Regions from separate parts of the Ovis aries genome. Here region 1 is linked to region 2. The links are chromatin contacts, called in public Hi-C maps. All regions are on one chromosome and are shown on one strand. Each heading gives the region's core, a stretch centred on a gene start, on an enhancer-like site or on the middle of the called end of the contact. The rest is flanking DNA. Distances are from core to core; before and after follow the strand shown. Region 1 holds the start of LOC101120606 (mitotic-spindle organizing protein 2). Region 2 holds the start of SDF2L1 (stromal cell derived factor 2 like 1).

Evidence for each region. A called contact is a pair of places that touch in the nucleus more often than the background predicts.
Region 1: a contact with region 2 is called in a Hi-C map of liver, with 3 times the contacts expected there. The contact joins the promoter of LOC101120606 here to the promoter of SDF2L1 in region 2. A contact is called at or near these places in 2 of 16 Hi-C or Micro-C datasets (hypothalamus and liver).

What each region holds. Positions count from the first base shown.
Region 1 is chr17:72,431,279-72,437,422 of ARS-UI_Ramb_v3.0, forward strand. LOC101120606 (mitotic-spindle organizing protein 2) reads right to left here and starts at 3,310. Exons shown (of 4, transcript XM_027956896.2): 1 at 2,824-3,310; 2 at 2,591-2,739; 3 at 1,621-1,800. The coding sequence starts at 2,993. It overlaps SMPD4 (sphingomyelin phosphodiesterase 4), which reads left to right and starts at 3,433. Exons shown (of 19, transcript XM_027956900.3): 1 at 3,433-3,510. The coding sequence starts at 3,445.
Region 2 is chr17:72,149,945-72,156,004 of ARS-UI_Ramb_v3.0, forward strand. SDF2L1 (stromal cell derived factor 2 like 1) reads right to left here and starts at 2,730. Exons shown (of 3, transcript XM_027956872.3): 1 at 2,519-2,730; 2 at 2,038-2,234; 3 at 805-1,248. The coding sequence starts at 2,705. The coding sequence ends at 967. It overlaps CCDC116 (coiled-coil domain containing 116), which reads right to left. Exons shown (of 3, transcript XM_042234184.2): 3 at 5,491-6,060. LOC121816890 (histone H3.v1-like) reads right to left here. Exons shown (of 1, transcript XM_042234185.2): 1 at 5,491-6,060. The coding sequence ends at 5,662.

The DNA of each region.
Region 1 (6,144 bases), core at 2,060-4,559, 280 kb after region 2:
AAGGTGCAGCCACGGTCACCCAGCACTGAGCGGGAGCAGACTGGAGTGTGTGGTGGGGTGACGCAGGGCAGCTCTGCCCAGGGGCCACCAACATGAGCCAAGAGGGCTGTGCCCGCCCTTCTGCCCAGTACAGACGCCAGCCTTCTGTTCCCGTGAGTGCACCGTCCCCACCCACAGGGCCACCCAGTTGGGAGGCCATGCTCCCCCCCTAGGCTGGGCCAGGCCGAGTCAGGTCTGCGAGCCTGCGGCTTCCCCCTGGGGCCTGGGTGCCAGTGAAGCGCGGCACAGGGGCAGCTCCCTCGGTGGCAGGACGGCCACCACCACGGGCGCCACTCTGCAGCTCTGCTTCCGGGTCTGCACACGTGCCTCCCTGACCCCCACTGAGGAGGACCAGGGCCCCAGACACTCAAGGGTGAGGAGACAGTAAAGTAAGGGTAACCTTCAAATCTGGCGAGGCTGATGAACCCGGAAATAAGAAACCGATGCCACCCTTAAGCCATCAGAGGGGTCAGGAAAACCACCGCAGGACAGAAGCAGGCCCTTCATCCAGCTCAGGGTGGTTCTCAGCACCTACAGGAGCCGCACAGCCCTGGGGCTCATGGGGAGACCCGCTCAGGCCTCGAGCCCGCTGGGCCCAGCAAGGCACGTTTGGGAGCTCAGAGCTAGTCATGCTGCTCAGCCTCCTCGGATGTGGCCGTTGGGTCAGATGGAACGGACTTAAATGAGGATTGAGGCTGAGCCAAGGGTAAAGCTCAGTTCCTGCAGGGCCCTTAAGAGTCGAGACAGACGGTGGTCATCAGTCACTAAGTCGCGACCCACGGACACCGCCAGGCCTCCGTCCTTCACCGTCTTGGGGTTTGCTGAAGCTTATATCCTTGGAGTCCGTGATGCTAGTGAACCAGGTCATCCTTACTGAACGAATCACTGCCAGCTTACTCCCCTAATGAAGTGAACCCCCCCAAACAGTGGCCCATTGCCAGTCGTGACTTGGCCCCTGAAGCTGGGGAGCCCCTAACCCCGGCTGCGGGCTCTGCCACAGTGCTGAGTGGGACTAGAACCAGAAAAGCCCAGAGGTTTCTCCTGGGTGATGAGAGCGCCCCTTGTGGAGCCGGCCAGCTGCCGAGGCCAGGCTGTGGGATGGGCCAGGCTGTGGGAGGAGGTGGGGGGACCACCGCAGCCTGCTGAGCAGGCTGGCGGGGTCTGGTGGCCAGGACCGGCGGGTGGTGGGGGCGTGGGGAGCACCCAGCAGGAGCTTGACCGGTGCTGCAGACCAGCCACTGAACGCCCAGTGCGCAACGCGGGCTGCACACGTGCCCCGTAACCCTTGGCCCACACCTCTGGGGATGGTCCCCACGCGGACCTGCTGGGCACACGGCTGGGTGCAGCTGGAGAGGAGTGCGTCTGCCCCGTGGTGCTCTTGGCACTGAGCGAGGGCCGGAGCGGCCACATCCCCAGCTCAGGAGCCAGGCAAGGGGGACCCCGGGGGCTGATGCTCCACGGCCATTCTGGGGGCTGACAGTACCGCTCGCACCCTTGCAGCCCAGGGCTGCTCTTTCTGGAGGCCATGGCGGTTTCCATGGAAACAGTACCAACCCCCAGAAATAAACCAATAAACGCAACCTGCAAAAGGAGAGAACAGGCAGCAAGAGAACCGGAGGGAACCGGGGGGCCCCGGAGAGAGAGGCGAGTGCGCGGCAGCTGGGCCGTGGAGCAGAACCGGAGAGGCCGCAGGCTGCGGGGCGCAGGAAAAGGAGGGCCTCGCAGGGGGGCTACAGCTCCAGGCAGAGAGAAAGGAGGCCTCTGGAGGTCAGAGAGAGACAAAGAGAGCAGACAGGGAGCATCAGTGGGGAGGCCCGCACCGTAGCGCCCAGGAGGGGGCCTCTCAGGACAGGGACGTGGGCGCCCAGGGCCCTGGAGCTCCCAACTAGGGGCCCAGCTGCCCTCTGCCCCGAAAGCCCCTTCTCAGAATGTTTGTGGCCAAGGAGCCGGCCCGGAGATTCAGCTGCATCTCAAGTGTGTCTGGAATATGGAGAAGGGACACGCCAAGTGGATTAGAGCTCCACTGTGACACCCTGGTCACCAGGCTCTGCTCATCCCAGCCACGACCTCCAGACTGAGCAGCACCCCAGGCTCTCTGCACCCTGCCAGCCAAGAGCTGCCCACAGAGGGAAGCTTCACTGTCCAGACTCTGAGCAGGACCTGGGCCGGGTTGGGGGGCCAACAAGCGAGCTCAGGAAAGCCTCTGCCCGCCCTGCTCCCTGAGGACTGAAGTACAGGCTTACACCCCCAGGGAGGAAGGAACCGAAGCCGCCTGTTCCCAGCTTCGTGGGGAAAAGACCTGAGTGCAGAGATGCGGAGAAACGGATCGCAGAGTCCCAACGAGGTCTGCCCGGCTTTGGGTCTCCCACCCTGCGCCCTCCCCATGTGGACGGGCACGCTCCAGGGTGGAAGATAGCAAAGTCCAAGCTGGGGATTGGAGCCCAAGGGGCCAGCCATCGGATGTGCCCACGAACAGAAAGGCCTGGCCACTCGGGACCAAACGCGCCCAGTGCCAGGGGCTGCCCACCCGTCGCCCCGGCCCGGCTCTGACCTCGGGTCTCAGGCACGCTGGGCGTGGGCAGGGGCGCGGCCGCGGGGTCCTGGGAGTCGCTCGCCGCCCTCTGCCCGGCGCACATGGACTTGAGCATCTGAAAGACGGCGAGGGGCGCCACGTTCAGCTTCAGCAGGTCCAGCAGGATCCTGGCGAGAACACACGCGGCGGCAGTGAGCCCTCCTCGCCCCGGCCGGCCGCCCTGGGCACCCCCGGCTCCCCCGGGCGCTCACTTGAACACGTCGGGGTCCATGGCGCCGCCCGCAGCCTGCGCCAGCTCGAACAGCTCCATCTCCTCGGCGCTCAGGACCTTCTTCCGCCGCAGCGCCAGCTTCTGCAGGGCCGCCTCCAGCCCCGGGGGCGCCCCCGGCCCGGGGCCCGGCCCCGCGCCCGCGGCCGCCATCTGAGGAAGCGCGGGGGTGCGCGCCGCCCGGCCCCCGCCGCGCCCCCTACGGCCCGCCGCGGGCCCTGCGCGCCGCAGCGGCCCCGCCGTCCGGTGCTCGGGCCCGAGCGGCGGCGGACGTGCGGAGCACCCGCGCCTTGGCGACTGGGCTCCCGCGCGCGCTCAGCAGGAAGCCCGCGCGCAGAGCCCCGCGGTCGCCCGGTAAATGCCCGCCAGGCCCGGCGCGCGGCTGTCCCGCGCCGGCCCCCCGACAGGGGGCGCGCCTCCAGGCCCGAACCTTAACGCGAGGCCGCTTCTCTTGCGCACGCGCGCTCCTTGCCGCCAGGTCCCGCTGCGCGCGCGCGCACTGAGGAGGGCTTCCCATAAACCCGCGGGGCGGGGCGGGGTGGGGCTTGGCTTTGCGCACGCGCTTTTCACCGCGCCCGCCCGGGGACGCGACGCGCGCAGCTTGATGACGACATTCCGGCGCCTCGTCGCCGAATGGCGGCCTCCGTCCCTGAAGCTGCGGGTTCCTTGGGTGAGTGGGGGGAGTCTCGCGCGGTCGGGACCAGCGTCCCGGCGGCCGCCTCAAACCTCCACAGAAGTCGGCTCCGTTCCCAGGCGAGCCCCGGGCATCGGACCAGGGCGTCGAGCGCCGCGCCCTCCCGCCGCCTTCCCGCGCGCCTCACGGGCCTCGCCCAGGCGGGCGCCCGGCTAACGTTCCCGCGCGCGGTGGGGGACCGACAGCCTGGGGCTCCCCGGCGAACGCTGTGCGCGGCGGGGGTGGGTCCCGGCCCGACGCCCTCCCCCGCCCCGGGTGTGCTGGCCGTGCGGAGCCTCGGCTTCCGAGGGTCGCCGGGAGGTGGCGAGCCGCAGACGGGACGGCGTCTTGCTCGCTGCGCGGCCGGAGGAAGGCCCCGACGAGATGGGCGCCGCCGAGGCTGCGGCTCCAGGAGGGACCTCGAAGCCGGGTCGGAAGGCGCTCCTGACGGCAGCGGGTGTGGAGGTGGCGGGGTGAAGCGGAGGCTGGGTTCCCAGAGCAGGCGGCGCGGCAGGAGAATCGGGACGCTGCCCTCTCCCCGAAATTCCGCGGTTGGGCGCCTCGGGCTCACTCAGCCGCTGCCGCTGCCCGCTTTCTCCGAGGAAGGAGCCGCTTTCACCTCGTCGTCTCTGAAGCTCTGCCGCGGGCCCGCAGTGCAGGGTTTATGCCGCTTTGATCTTTTCTGAATAGTGCACGCCGCTCTCTGGACCGCTCGGTTCAGGATTGAGCGTTTAAAGTCATCCTTAAAACTGGGGCCGATATTTAGTTTAATTAGGAGTTGAGCAGACTCCGCGTTGCTGGACCAAAATTTGGCTACTCACAGCTCGATAGCGGATACTCCAAAGGCAAGTGTCAAGAGAAAAGAAAGGTGGTTTTAATCAGAAAGCTAGAGAAGGCAGACTGGTGTTCCAGAGCCGACTCTGAAGATTATGCTCCGCAGTGAGTTTTTAAAGGGATAAGGGGAAAGAATCTCAGAATCGTTGCGGCAGGACGTCAGGCTCTGCGTCACTTTCCATCTCGTGCAGGCTGGCAGTCTCCTCCTGGCCGTTTTTCAGCTGTTGTCTTGCCTGCTAATCTGCAGGATTGCCAGGAGGGAACCTGGGGGCGGAGAGCTGGTCATTCTTTTCCATTCCTACTCTTTTTTAGTCTAGGAAAAGAGTCAACAAGTTAGGCAGGGTTTTGTGGGCATTCAGTAGACCCTGAGTCAGGAGTTAGGTTGCATGCCACCAGGTCACCTCATTTCTGCAAGGTCTGAGCAGGGCAGAAATGGGCATACAGGAAAGGGCGAAGGGCCTGCTTACAGATCCCCCGGCCAGTACTCCGTTTCTGCGGGACTCGGGGCAAAAGCCTGTCTTCCGAAACTGCTTCTGTGGACCTAGGACGCTGTGTTCCTTGGATGGAATATGCAGGCGTGAGTCTGTAGCATCTTCTTGCTGACAGTTTCAGCCTGTTTACATACGCAGGCAGAGGAAGCTACAGTTATTTCGAAGCCCACAGAGACGTAGGTTATCATGAACAGCAGCGTCCGACCCGTTGTCTTGAGGCCAGTTCTCGGAGCTGCCGGCTGTGGACAGAGCGCCTTTCGTTGTGGCTGCAGTGCCGTCGTCGCGCAGCTGGCTCTTCCCTTCTGGCAGCTGGAGCGTCTGTAAACAACTCAGGACTGCGCATCAGACTCTCCCAACCATCAGCTGCTGGTGCCGGGTGTTCTGTGACACAGGGGTGCCGGGCAGACTTCAGCTCTCCTACAGACAGGGCTGGGGGCCATGTGCCGGGGGCGGGGGTCCAGCACGCTTGGTCTCGGGGAGGTGTTTGTAACGCCCAGTGGCAGAGATGCCCGCCCGGCCTCTCCACGCACGTAGAGGTCTGCCCGGCAGCTGCCCCCTCAGCGTTGTTGCTCGGCCGTGGGCAGAGCTGTGCCCGGAGTGGCGTCGAAGGCGCGGAGCCTCCGGCTCTGCTGGGTCTGCGTGTTTCTGGGTTCTGCCCCGCAGGCACAGGGAGGGGGAGTCTGGAGAGCTGCCCCTGAGTTTCTAGTGGCGTCAGAGGCTCTGCTGGCGAAGCGTGCTCGTCCCCTCCCCGCTCCCTTCTCAGAGGGTGCAGGTAGGATAGAGCAGGTGCGCTGCCTTTCTCTAGAGAGCCGTGAGGAGGCGGGTGGGTCTCCGTCCCGGCTGTGCCTCCATTTCCCTCAGCGTTCGCCTTGCCCCGCAGGTCGCCGTGAGGATGCGCCTTCTGTCCTTGCTTAGCAGGCTTCGCAGCTTAAAACTGCACCCGCTGGCACCTCATGGCTGTGGGCTCAGCGGAGGGTGTCTCAAGACTGACCTCAAGGTGCTGGCCGGCTCTGCTCTCATCTGGAGACGCAGGAAGAACCTGCTTCCAGGGTTACGCAGGTTGCCAGCGGGTCCGGCTCTTTGCAGGGTGAAACCGAGGTCCCCATTTCCTTGCTGCCTGGTAGCCAGGACTACTCTGAATCTTACGGCTCTCACACTTGAGACTTTAACCTGTCTGTAAAACCCCTTTCAAAGAGCATTTGAACAACCGGAGACGGGACTCTGGCAGGGCCGGCCTTAGAATCCTGCCTGCCTGGCCCGAGGAGTAAATGAGGAGCGGATGCTGAGCCGCCAGAACCAGGCCTGG
Region 2 (6,060 bases), core at 1,480-3,979:
CTCAGGTTTCACAACTGGCTAGAGCTTTCCTCTCACGCCCTAAGGGCAACTGACTTCTCGGAAGTCAGGTGCTCACGCTCCTCCAAGGCCCTTCCCACTGGTTGCCACCCCCGGCCTCTCCTTGGGCTACTCTCCTGCCGGAAAAGTGGCACCCTCTGACCCCCGCAGCTCAAGTCCTTCAGCCTGTAATCTCTGCCATCACCTCTAGAGGGCACCACGCACCAGCAAAACTGCTATTACCGTCCTCTGTCAAGGGCCAGCCGATTTCAACACTTTGACAGCTCAGTGTGACTCTTCTTCCAGGAAGCCTTCTCAGATGTCTGCAGGCGGCAGTCCTCTGTGGTTATCTTCCCTTGCAATACCTTTTTAAGTTCTGTTAGGGCCTCCGGGGTTTGGGGCCAGCTGAGTGTGTGGGGTGCCGATCTGCACGGAGACAGGGATCTTGCGATATGAATCTCCACCAGATGGGCAGAGTCCTGGCCCAGTGCTTGGTCAAAGCCAAGGGTCCAGACTGTCACAACTGCCAGGGGAAGGGATGCCCTTCAAGGGACGAGAGACTGGCCAGCTTGTGCCCATCCCAGCTGGTAGGGAGCAGGGCTGCTGCAATCTGCTGAGACCTTAGCCCTTCTCAGGAAGGTTCATGGAGCTGGAGGCCATCTGAGGGTGGGGGGAGGGGGCTGTGATGGCCCCGGGCAGTGTTGAGAGTGCACAGAAGAGCGTCCGAGAGGTCTGGATGGGTTCAGCCACCAGCCGTGCTGGAGACAGAGCTTTCACACTGAGGAAGAGATGCTGAGTGGGACCAGCTGGCAGCTTCAGGTCAGCCCCAGGCTCACAGCAAAGTGCGACCAGAGACCAACATTCTTTAATCATAAAGGCACTTGAGAACCCCTACAAAGCCAAAGTCCCCCCGGAGAGTCGTCTGCAGACAACGCCCCCCGCAGCCCTCCGCCCCCCGGTCCACAGCGCTCAGAGCTCATCGTGGCCCCCAGGGGCCTCCGGGCTGGGCTTGATGAAGACGCCTTCCATGGCCTTCCACTTATTGTGGGCGCTGGCACTGGCCATGCCATGCACCTCATGCTGCCCCCGGATTGGGCTCCCGTACTGCTCACCAGTGACCGACAGGAACACGGAGGTGCCCACGTGCTGGAAGCGCACGGCAGCCTCTCGCTCCCAGTGCAGCCCTGAGCAGCGCACGGTCCACAGGTCCAGGTCGTCCCCCTCGCCGTCCTCCCCAAAGGCGCTCACCTCCTGTGGGGGCAGAGGGGGTGAGGACCGCAGTCGTGACAGAGGGAGCCCTGAGGCCCCTGCGGGCCCCTGCCAGGCAGCGGCACTCACTTCCCTATACCTCCCCCTAATACTCAGCTTCCACAGCTGCCAACTGCGACCACCCCCCCAGCCCTGAGTCCCCCCAACACGGGCTCTTCAAACACGTGCACACCCCATCTCACCTACCTGGGTGGCGACCACTGGCCCCCAAGGAGTCAAGGCCTCCCCCACTCCCTCCTCCTCCAGTTCCTTCTGTCTTAAACCCTCTGACCTTCACTCAGCATCATGTCTGCCACTCAGGCTGACAGTCAAGGTTCTATTATCTCATCCTTTTCTTTGGATAAGCCCCCAACCACCCTCTGTTCCAGCCCCACCGCCCTCCCAGTTCCAATGAACTCGCACACAGGCAGGCTCTTGTCCAGGCCTGGGAAGACGCCCATCTCCTCCCTGGATTCCTCCTCATCCTTCCAGGGCCGGCCTGAGTGCCTCCTCGCTGCGGAGTTTCCCATTCTCCACGGCAACTGCCGTGTGGATCCCCCTCCTGGGTCCAGCTCCCGCCCAGGAGTGGAGCTCTCCAGCCAGACGGCTGTTCCAGCTGTGTCCCCGCGGAGCTGAAGGCTCCAGGGGGTAGGCGCCGGTGGGGATCATCTCTCTGTCCCCAGAGTGGGCGCCGGGCAAACGCTTCTAACTTGACGCTCCCATTTCACAGAGGAAAGCTGGGGCTCTGAGCAGGTGCCCAGGCCCCGCGGCTCACAAGCCAGGGGGGCTCACCTGGTTGTTGGTCAGCGGCGACGGGAAGTGGTGCGTGTGCAGGTTCTTGCCGGTGAGCACGTGCGTCAGCCGCACCGCCTGCCCGCAGCGCACCGGGGACCCGCGCGGACACCCTCCCTCCGTGTCGCCGCGGATTCGCCAGTAGCTGTTGGCGTCGTCGGACGCCTCCACGCCGGTTACCGACTGCTGGCCGCTGCCTGGGGACGACACCCCATCCCCGGGGTGGCCGTCAACGTGGCAACGCCGACCGTCGCCCCGGACAACCTCCGCTTTCCCGACGGCCTCGACCCTGGGACCCAACGGCTCCACAAGCCGCTCCCCGCCCCCCGCCCGCCTCTGGTCGCACTCCGAGGTCCACCGCTCCGAACGGCGTCCCGACCGCGCCCTCGAAACCGCCGGCCTCCGGCCCTGAGGACCCCCAGCCCCCTGGCCCGCGGGGACCCAGCGCCCAGCCCGCCGTCGGGCGGCCCCGGCCGCGCACCGGATCCGTATTTGATGTCGTGCGAGTGCAGCCGCACCCGGTGCTGCGTGTTGAACAGCTTCAGCACCGACCCGCAGGTCACGAGCCCCGCGTCGGTCTTGGCGGCACGGCCCCCCGACAGCGAGAGGGCCAGCAGTAGCCCCAGCAGCGCCGGGCCCGCAGCTCGACCGCGGCCCGCGCTCCACATCGCCCCGGCAGGGCTCCGGCAACTCGGCCAGCGGTCGCTTCCGTCTCCGCCGCCGGCCAATCCGGACTCCGACAGGGCCCGCCGCAGCAGCCAATCGCCGGCCTGCACGGCGCTCCGCCTCTGCTGCCATTGGGTCCGCGCCGGAGAGACCCGCCCCCAGCTTCGGCGAGCGGCGGCTGGGAGGGCCCTGGCGACACGAGGAAAGTTTTGATTGGTCCACGCCTCCGAGGGCTGACCAATGAGGATCCAGGGGAGGCCCGGGCGGCTCCAAGCCGCGGGAGTGCTGGATGCCCGGCGGCTGCCGCCTAGGGCGCCGCTCTAGCGCCCGCCGGGCTCCGGTTCACCCTATCACCTTGATCCCAGATCCCCTGGCCCTCAGTGATGGTGTCCCCCTCGGACCCCGGGTCCACAGCTGCAGGGTCTTGACGTTGCTCGACTACTAGATTATGTGGTCACCAGTGGACACATCTCGGATTACGCAGTCACATGCTCCTTCAGTCCCTGAACCTAATCCTCCAGTCGCTCGAACAGTGCCCCCTGACACTGCGTCACATCGGTGTCCCTGGACCCTGGGGATTCTGAATTCCCTGGGCCCTTCCAGGGCAGAATCTCATGGTCTCTAGGCCGCTGGGCAGCAGAGGGCAGCAGGGAGCTGTGGTGTAGAGGCTAGCAGTCTTCAGAAGACCCTGAGCTGCCTCGGGAAGTGGCTGCAAACCAAGCCTGGGTGACTGTGTGTCCCAGGCTGGGGACTCACTGCCTTCTCAGAGAGCTGTCTGCTCAGTCCTGTAAGGGGGGAAACTTACACCGCTGTTTATTTATTCATTCGTGGAATATTCTAAACTTGACTTCACTCCAGGCCCTTCAGTTCAGCCCAGCCCAGGAATCGGCTGACTGCTCGGCACTTGGGCACCAGCAAAGCAGGGAGGGAAAAAAAAAAAAAGTTCATGTTTGATTAAATCATCCAGAAGTTAGCATTCAGAAAATCCAGGATAGAGTCATTTAAATTACAGCAATGGATTAGTTTTCGGGTTTCATATTCCCCCTGACTTGGTGCTGATCAGCTAGCTTGTGGGCTGTTAGTTCCCTGACCAGGGATCAAACCGGCGCCTCCTGCGGTGGAAGTGTGGAGTCCTAACCACTGGGCCACCAGGAAGTCCCAGTTTTCAGGCTTAACATTGTCTTTATTTGGAATTCCATGTAGGACAAGGCGTCTTGATCTTTTCAACACTCAGTGTCTAAAATGCTGTCTGCCCTGGATTTAGTAGATCCTACCTTGGAGGGGCCTCCAAACCAGGCAGAGGGGCTAGAGTGCAATCCAGACACAGCAAGGAACACCTCAAGCGGGCCAGACCAGAACTCGCAGCCTCCTTCCCACTGCTTTGCCCCTAGGCTGATTTTGAGTGACGGCACCCTTTTCGCAAATTCACAAGCTCTTTAAGCCCCAAACCGGGGACTCATCTTCGATTCCTCTCTTCACCACACCCCTCCCATCTACCCCAGCGCATCTCGATGGCTCTGACTCTGAACAGCTTGGAAGGCATGTCTCCTGAGTCCCCGTCAGCACCCGAAACCAAGGTACCCCACGTCCCCTCCAGATACCTACCACACCGCTGAGATTTCCCTGCTACTCAGGCCTCTCCCAAGACATTCTCCACCCAGGAAAGTGGTTTTTCTTAAAAAGCGTAAATCAAGTCACACGAGGTGCCTGCTGAAAGCTGCCAATGGCTTCCCATTACACAGCAAATAATCTCCCTTCAAGGTGAAGACAGTGTCCCAAGGCCAGTGGAGGCCATCCCTGGCAGTCCAGCGGTTACGACTCTCGCTGCTTCTGCAGGCGGTGTGGGCTTGATCCCTGGTCAGGGAGCTAAAACCCCACGGCCCCCCTAAAAAAGCACATGGACTCCAGAACTGCTGCTTGGAATAAAGAGCTGTCTGCTGATCTGAGAGCAGTAGAGACCCCAGGGATGGAGTCAGGGAAGGCAGCGTGCCTCTCACTGAGTCCCTGGAGCTGCAGGGGCAGGGTAGAGTGAGGACTCCCGAACAGGAGTAAGCAGGCTGCCCTAGGAAGGCAGAGGGCTGCCCTAGGAAGGCAGAGGGCTGCCCTAGGAAGGCAGAGGGCTGCCCTAGGAAGGCAGAGGGGAGGAGGGCGCTGAGCTGCGGACACAGGATGGCCAGGAGCTCTGGGAGGGCCTTGGACATGAGACCCTCCAACCACGGCACCAGCCGAGTCCACAGACCCTTCGAGAGAGAGAGAGCTGTCCTGTCCTGCCCAGGGCCGCTAGGGAAGGGGCAGCCAGTCCACAGCCCGACCGACCAGCACAGGGCGGGTGTGTCCCGGCAGAACCACCCCTCTATGGAAGGGGAAGCAATAATCCCAGGGGCTGTGTAGGGGTGGAGACAATGAGTCCTAAGAGGCTTCCCTGGTGGCTCAGCTGGTTAAGAATCTGCCTGCAATGTGGGAGACCTGGGTTCAGTCCCTGGGTTGGGGAGATTGCCTGGAGAAAGCAGTAGGTGCCAACTCCAGTATTCTGGCCTGGAGCATTCCACAGACTGTATAGTTCATGGGGCCACAGGACTGAGTGACTTTCACTTTTGAGGCTTGAAGAGCCAGGAAGATTCAGACTGGAGCGGAGAAGAGCCAGGAGCAGAGCCTAGGAGGTCACAGGGCTCAGGGCACCGGCAGCTGCCCCCTGGGAGGCTGGGCTCAGCTCACCGGGGGCGGGTCTGGGTGGTGGGGCGCGGATGTGTGGAAGGACATCTGAGATCTCCGACAGGAACACCGTGCTGCGTCAACACAAGCTTTATTTTTCCTGTTGGCTCCCACGAGAGGCTCAGCAGAGCTCCTCGTGGGTACCAGCCATTCTGACCTCTGCTCGGGCAGGGCGGGTGCAACAGCAGCGGCCAGTGGGGGCAGGAGGCGTGGGCCACGGAGTGCTTGGTGAGGCCGCATGGGGCCTCACGGGAGGTCACTGGGGCCTGCCCCAGAACCTGCCACGGGGGAGCTGACTGCGGCCTCCCCTGGAGGCTCCGGGGAGCTCTGGGGCTGGTCCTCATCTCCAAAGAAGTCTTCCTCCTCGTCCTCCTCCTGCTCGTCTTCCTCCTCCTGCTCGTCTTCCTCCTCCTCCTCGTCTTCCTCCTCCTCCTCCTCCTCGTCCTCCTCCTCCTCCTCTTCGTCCTCCTCAGTGTTCTGCTGGTCCTCCATGTCCACTGTCTGCTCGGACGGATGGGAGGCCACGCCGGCCTTGGTGGGGGACAGGAACCGCTTGGCCTCCGGGGGCCTGGAGTGCTCCTGTGGGGGATGTGGCCGGGAGCCCTGGGGCCTCACGTCGAGGCAGGAGGGCCCCATGGGCTTGTC